Linked DNA regions of Triticum aestivum: region 2 is linked to region 1. Evidence: chromatin contacts called from public Hi-C data. All regions are on one chromosome and are shown on one strand. Each heading gives the region's core, a stretch centred on a gene start, on an enhancer-like site or on the middle of the called end of the contact. The rest is flanking DNA. Distances are from core to core; before and after follow the strand shown.

Evidence for each region. A called contact is a pair of places that touch in the nucleus more often than the background predicts.
Region 2: a contact with region 1 is called in a Hi-C map of leaf, with 2.9 times the contacts expected there. The contact joins the promoter of LOC123106086 here to the enhancer-like site in region 1. A contact is called at or near these places in 3 of 5 Hi-C or Micro-C datasets (all in leaf) and 1 of 1 datasets of contacts at active chromatin or transcription factors (leaf).

Annotation. Positions count from the first base shown.
Region 1 is chr5A:695,280,629-695,284,464 of IWGSC CS RefSeq v2.1, reverse strand. No RefSeq gene overlaps it. Among protein-coding and RNA genes, the nearest start is that of LOC123106086, 160 kb to the left of the region's middle. Within about 2 kb of position 2,079, at least 3 of the 8 cell types and tissues checked have an H3K27ac peak or open chromatin away from gene starts, as enhancers often do. A contact at or near this core is called in leaf, where this site is marked.
Region 2 is chr5A:695,437,854-695,441,689 of IWGSC CS RefSeq v2.1, reverse strand. LOC123106086 reads right to left here and starts at 1,932. Exons shown (of 5, transcript XM_044528292.1): 1 at 1,480-1,932; 2 at 1,200-1,340; 3 at 794-925; 4 at 381-699. The coding sequence starts at 1,316.

The DNA of each region.
Region 1 (3,836 bases), core at 830-3,329:
CGGCCGTATTTTCACCTCTAAACGGATGAAATTTAGGTCGTGCGTTGAATTTGGCCTAACTTTGACCAAAATATAGTGCGCCAGCGCTTAACGAGGTCAAACTTTGACCATAAGTTTAACATACGAGACCGACTATGGCGGGAGAAAAAGTTACATAATTAAAAACTTCTTTCGAATACGAATTCATTGATTTAATTTTTGCTCCCGCCGCAATCGGTCTTGGTAGTTAATTTTACGGTCAAAATTGAAGCACGGGAATAGAAAAAGCACTACATTGTGGAATGGAGGGAGTACACGCTACTGGTACCAACATTATTCCTGCATCGAACAAACCAAAGTTGATGCTCCTGCCCAAAAGCCCATGCCTTTGTTATCTCAGCTACGGACTAGCTCTTGTCTTCTCTGATTTGATGTGATGGGGTCCTCCATGCTCTCTCTTTCTGGGGTGCCAGAACCCACAGGACAGCACTCCACTGCACTTTACTGCCGAGCTACTGAGTATTATTATCTTTTCGTCCTAAAATAATGTACTCCTACTTGAACTAAAACCATGACAAAAAAATATGAGATCAAGGGAGTAAGTTTTTCTGTTTTGCCAATTGGTTTGCCAGTGCTAAGTTAGGGTTGGTAGCTCCGTTGGAAGTAGTAGTTTGTCAAGTGTACAACCAGGAAAGTAAAAAGGAGCAGCAAAGGAGGGGAAACAAGCAGGAGTAGCATGAGAACAAGTGGTAGTGTGGTCCCCTGATGCCCAAACAGAATGGAGGATTAGCATTACTAGGACTACTATCCATTTTTGTAATTACTATGATGTAAAGAAATTCAAAAAGATAGTATGATATTTGATATAATGGAGGATTAGCATTTGTAATTAGCGGATCCAACCCAATGGAACAGGGTAGTCCAATAATAGAACTGTTCAAAAAAAAATTGCTTTTCAAATATTTTTATCTTTTCTGTTTTATAAAACTATTGGAAAGATCCGAGGACGGGCCACGGTGTTGAAAAATATGAAGAAAAAGAAAAGATTATGTCAAATGATCATGGTGGTTTATTAATTAAACCCATTAAGCATCGCGGCCAACCAGTTGTTCCACATGGCGCAAACTGGTTGGCTGCGGTGAAAAATCTTTTGAAATTTCTTTAAATGAAGGCCTCTTGTATCAAATATCAAAGTGATGTCAAAGGATTATTTTTTTAAATGTGTTTTTTAGATGGATGTAAAGGCCTCTTGTATTTTTTAAATGGAGGCTTATGCAAAGTGATGCTCGCTGGTAGCCTGCGGTGGTAATTTTTTTTTTACTTCTTTTTAAGATGAAGGTGAGTTCTTTTTTCTGAGATGTTTTTTAGACGGGGACGAGGACTCTATGTATTTTTTAAAAATGAAAACATGCGCACAATTTTCTCGTAAGCGGTGTCACAGGGTGGCGCCCCAACCACTAGTAAGATGCCAAGGATGAAATGTTCAAAATAAAAAAAATGATGCCAAGGATGAACCCAAGAAAGATCAACGGTGGATATGTGGGTCGAGCTGGTTAATTCACTACGTACAGCTTTCTCTTTTTTCTTGGAAGGAGGATACACCCAGGGGGCATCTATCAAAAGTCATATTATACTCCCTCCATTCCAAAATATAATGCGTCTGCGCTTCCTGAGGTTTAACTTTGACCATAAATTTAACCAACGAGACCAACTGTGGCGGAAGAAAAAAATTATATAATTAAAAACTTCTTTCGAATACGAATTCATTGATATAATTTTTGCTCCCGCCGCAATCGGTCTTGGTAGTTAAATTTACGGTCAAAGTTGAAGTACGTTAATAGAGGAAGCACTACATTGTGAAATGGAGGGAGTAGATATTATGGTTGTAGTTGGCCGGCAAGATTCTCTCAGAAAGGTAGATCGAGGATTAATCATTCGTGCTGCCGATATTTTTGTTTACGCAAGGATCAATCTGCCTAACTTCACTCAATCATTTTCCTGTTATTCCCTGAAAAGCCCCTTCAAATGTACTCTTAGTAGCTATAGTTAGTTTATGGGTGGCTAGGCGGGGCCCTCCTGCTTCTTGGAGCGACGTACTAGTACTTGTTGAAAGCTACTGGCATCTAGCTAGCCATAGCTAGCCACGTACTCACCACTGCATGATACTCCATTCTCGCGATAAAATTATAATTCTTCCATTGTGGAGAACGTATAAACTTCTTCTTTTTGACCAGGCCAGCGAAACGAATAGCAATAATGTGAGACGAGTCGGTCTACATAATCAGGTACATACAGTACTGTCTTTCTTCCGTGCGCGTGATAGAGAAAAGAAGTAACTAAAGAAAGTGAGTGGACTGAGCTTTCAATCATCGGAGAAAACGAAAGGCATGTGCGTGTGCCGATCACGTGTCCGAAGGAGAGAGAACGAGTGTCCTCTTCCCAGCTTGCTGTAGCAAGTAGTAGTACCAGCGGCATATTATCTCCTCTCTCCGTTCACTATTTGAAATGTTACAAAAAAAAATTTATAGTATATAAATAGACGTGTTATAGTGTGTTTGTTTATTTTTTTCATTTCTTATCTAGTCTACTCTCCGGTCCTTTTTAGTTCGCATATAAGATTTAACTGAAGTCAAGCCTCGTAAAGTTTCCTCGCAAAAAAAAAGCCTTGTAAAGTTTGACCAGCTTCGTAGAAAAAAGTGTCAACATTCACAATCTGAAATCAATACGATTAGATATGTCATGACTTAAAGTTTTATATTATATAACTTTAGCATGGCAGATGTTGATATTTTTTCATATAAATACGGTCAAACTTTGTGAAGTTTGACTTCAGAGAATTCTAATATGCAGAGTAAAAAGGACTGGAGAAAGTATATCAAAATATGCAAAAACGTTGTAATGATGATCAGAGGGAGTATTTGGTTTATGTAGACAAGCTAGGCGCGCATATGCTTGCAACCAATGGCATTATATATGAAGATGATGGGCGGTACTTTGAATGAGATCCTTGGTGGGGCCGTCAGTTGTTTGGCGTGTGAATCTCCATACAGTAGATAGATTGAGAGCTCTTAATCAAATTATTAAGCTGGCACCATCTACTACCACTTACCACTTAGAGCATCTACAACCGGACCTCTCAAATTCGTCTCATACGTCCGGACAGGGCGTCCGGTCACTAACCGATCATATATTTTTTGACCCAGTCATACGCCTCAACGGGCCTCAAACCGCCGGGCTGACCGGCACCCCTCATATCCAGCCCAAATATGGGGCGAATATAGGGGCGCCTGGGCACACCCGCCACGTCGGACCCAGCCCATACTAGCCCACCAGACCCCACTTATATTCGTCCACATCCGCTCGCCGGAGCAAACCCTAGCTACTTCACTCCACTCCCCTCCGCCACCCGAGCTCACCTCCGGCCGTTTCCGGCCTTCTCCGCCATGGTAGGCAGCGGAGCTGACTCCGTCCATTCCGGATTCATCGACTGAGATGTCATCCCGTGTGGGTTGGGGGAGGCAATGTCAGCCCGCATTGCACTCCGCCGCTCCCGGGAGGACAACGTCCGGCCAACGGACGAGTCCGTCCGCTGCGATACCATAGCATAGCGTCGGCTCACTGGTGCTCGGGTCCTCTGCTGCTGGATTCTCGTGGTCCCAGCCGGAACACCTCTCCTTTCCCATCTCCGGTTGGGCAGAGTATGAGTCCCACCGGGAACGGACGGCCCGCCGTGGGAAGGAGAGGATAAGGGCCGCCGAGGCCCGTATCGTGGCAAAAAAGGTGGCGGCGGTGGCGGCTGATGCGGCAGCGCGGGCGGCTGCAGAGGAGGAAGCCATCTGCACCTGCGTTGTGAAGAA
Region 2 (3,836 bases), core at 683-3,182, 160 kb before region 1:
TCTTTTACTATGAAACTTAAATGGTTGGGAATGTATAGAAAGAATGGAGAATAATTTAGCCTACAATACAATGGCATGGTGTGAACATTATTGACAATGCAACCTTGCAGGACACAAGTTTGAACCCAAAGCACATAACTGCAGCCTACATGTATTAATCAAGATTCATTACTCACAGATTCATTTTATAATAACAATCTAAGTTCTAATGTGAAGGACCATTCTATTTCTATCAAACGAACTTATTATTAGGAAGGCATTTGACTCTGCATTTCTTAGTTTTGCTTGACAAAACAGTTTTACTCTACCAAAGTAGACAATGATAGTTATATTAACATAACTAGGCAGGGCAGGGCAGGGAGGAATGCTCTTGAACTCACCGAAACGAACATGGGCAGCATTCTCCCTTGGATAACACTGAGAATTATCCACAAACCCAGCATTGCGCTTGGCATAGTCACTGAACCGAGCAGGAGATAAGATCTCCACATCATCATCGTCGTCCTCTGATGTCGCTGGTTTCTCTAGATCGATCATGCGACGGTAACCAGACCTCCCCTGCACACCACCACCATGATCAGGCTTCCTCCTGACTGAAGAACCCTCGGCGCCCAAATTCCCTGCAACCCCATTGCCACACCAAATGGCCTGCTTGCCTCGTAGCTCATGAGAAGAAGCACCCAGCAGATCCGGATCAATCTGTGGCAGCAAAGCAGAGAGACTTGTTGATTTAGCAGCATGAATTTGGGGAAAGTTTAGGTAATTCCTGTTTGGCCTGAATAGCATAGCTCACCATGTGGGATTGGGAGGAAGTAGCCATGGGCATGGAATGGGTGGGATAGAGGACATCATGGGATTGCTCCCAGAAGGGCACATCAGGCCTGAGATTCCTGTGCGCCCAATACAGCCTATGCAGGTCCTCGACCTACAAACACCAAATCAGATGCAACCACATGAGCAAGGGAAATATTTAACAGTACAACAACCAAATTAGCTTTACATCTATCCAATCTGCCGAAGAAATTGCGAAAATAATTGACTTTTATTCGTGGCTGTATTATTTACTCCCTCCGTAAACTAATATAAGAGCATTTAGATCACTATTTTAGTAGTATTTTTTAATCGTGATTTACACGGGCTGGCTGGTGAGGAAAGAAGAGATTTTTGCGGGGAGCAAGTAGGTAAGCAGGGGAAGGCACCTGGTGGCGGTAGGCGTGTTCTTGGCGGAGCATTGCGTGGCCGAGGCGGTGGTCCTGGGGCGCGGGCTCCGGCGACGGCGGCGCGCAGTTGAGATCCAAATCCATGACGGCGGCCATGATCTGCCCCCTCCCTGGACTGGACTGTACCCAACAACAAGCAAGCAACAGAGAAGCTAATTGAGATCAAACAAACAAATCGACCGGCAGGAGGAAAGGCAACCAAATATACTAAATAAACAACGGATTAAAACAAGAAAACATCGGCCAAGATTTTACTTACCTCGGCGAGGGAAAACAATTGGCGGCCGATGCAGGGGAGGAAGCTAGCTAGCTACTGGCCTCCTCCTCCTTTCTGCATGCTTTTCTTGTGATGTTTTTCCTCTCTCTACTCTCTTTCTTTCCCCAGGCAGGCAGGGAGGGAGGGAGGCAGCTCTCTCTTTCACCACATCTCGGCCGTCGCTGTTGCGCCGAGTTGTTTTCTTTCTCCGCTCCCCTACCTGTCTGCGATGAATCTGCCCCCTGCTCCTTTTTACCGCCGGACAGCGAGCGAGCGAGGAGCCGAGCCGATCTGGGTCTCCTTCCACGGGATAGAGGGAGGGGAGGGAGGGGAGCTGTGGTTGCTCTGGGTGCCGCTGTCCCGTCTCAGCTGTAGTGTCAGCTACTCCTCTCTCTCCTGCTTTTCTCCTCTCTGCTTCTCTGCTGCCGCTGCTCTCTCTTTTGGAGTAGGGAGGGGTATTTTTTTACTGGTAGAGTGAGTGCTGATATTGGACCCCTGCACTGTTTCCTTTTCTCCTCCAAAAGCTCGGGTCTTTGGAACTACTGCTGCTGCCGCTGCTGTGAATTCGGATCCCTGCACTTCCATTTGGTACTGCTGCTGCTGCTACAGAGCCCGTCAATTATGCTCCCACCGTGAGCTCTGAGTTTTGGAAATATGGCATTTCAACTGGCTGTGAATTTTTCTGCAGAAATTAGGTGCTGAATGTTGACTGTTGAACCGGTTTTTGTTCTGGGTTAAAATAAAAATCCTTGGTACTAGGATCAACGAGAGATGATAAAATATCTTGGGCTTGGCCGTCCCCGACCCAGGGCAGGGACAGTCTGTGTGTGGACGTCTGGATGGATTGAATAATGAATGAATAAAGTAGTGTCTCGTGTGGGTGTGCGATGCTGATGAGATGATCTTTGTGTGTGTTGCTTGTTGGCCTGCGTGCCAACTGTGGAAGGGGGCAGGGGATGGATCCCTGTCGGCCTCATTGCAATTTGCATGCTAAATAATCACACCTAGCCACCGGCTTAATAAGCCAACGACTAACAACTGATTACTTACTACTCCCTCTGTTCCTAAATATTTGTCTTTCTAGGCATTTCAACAAGTGACCACATACGGAGCAAAATGAGTGAATCTACATTATAAAATATGTCTACATACATCCGTATGTAGTAGTCATTTAAAATGTCTAGAAAAACAAATATTTAAGAACGGAGGGAGTATGCATGCATGCGTGCATGGTCCCTCTTTACGGAGATCTTGTCTTATAAGTGCTGGTGGTACACACGGGAGTTACTACTAGTACTATGGTTCTTACATTACAGGCACGGTGGTCCAGACTCTTGATGTACTTTTCATTGTGTTTGAGGTGAATTGCATTTCTGATCAACTTTGATAGTGAAAATGGATTGTTTTTGCCGAAATGAAAATTTGCTGAGGCTGTATCTGGAGCTTCTGTCGCTTTCATGCGCTTTGGGTTGGCCACTTTGTAAGTCACGGCCGCCGTGTTGTGGAACAGGGAATATCCTGTTCATGCATGACCGCAAATGACCAAGAGAAAAATCGGCAGGTGGGGGAATATGGGGGAAATGGGGAGGAAGACAGGTGGAAATATATAATTGGGTGGTGAGGGCATCTCCAGCGCTGCCTGGACACTGTATCCGTCCATGGTCCGATGGGGACTAGTCTGTGAACAGTGATATGAGAGTCGGGCATCTAAAATTACCCCCTAAATGTCCACCTACATACGATCAATTTAAAATTCAAATCCACCCGATTTACAACAAAAACAAAAAAGAGGCAAATGTTCACCCAAGTACGGTCAATTTGAAATTCAAATCCACCCGATTTACAACAAAAAAGAGAGGCAAATACGCATAGTTTTTACATTTCCCATCACAAAAAACATCAGTTCAGCAATTCATGCAAAAAAATGCCCTGCTGGACTGGCCATTCGAGCCTCATCGCTCACTCTGCCGTTTCAAGATGTTGAAGTGACGGCTTCTCCGCCTCCGCCTCAAGCCAATCTTTCTGTCCCTTCAACATCTTGAAATGGACGGCTTGCACGATCATTCTTGCATCGTCATCCAAATCATCCATCTTCAAGGTGCATCTTCGCGTCCTCCGCAGCGGCTGCGATCTCAACTTTCTTCTCTTCAAGAATGGTGTTCTTCTCTTTGAGTTTTATCTTCTTGTCGGCCGCCACCATCAACATGTTAAACCTCTCGCCCTTGCATGCCTCCTTGACATCGGAGCGCTTAACGTATGCCTCATCTTTCTTCACCAAGATGTCCTTAAACCTCTCCGTCATCTTCGCTGTTGCCCCTTCTCGCTTCGCCTTCTCCTCCTCCCAACCCTGAAACCCTCTT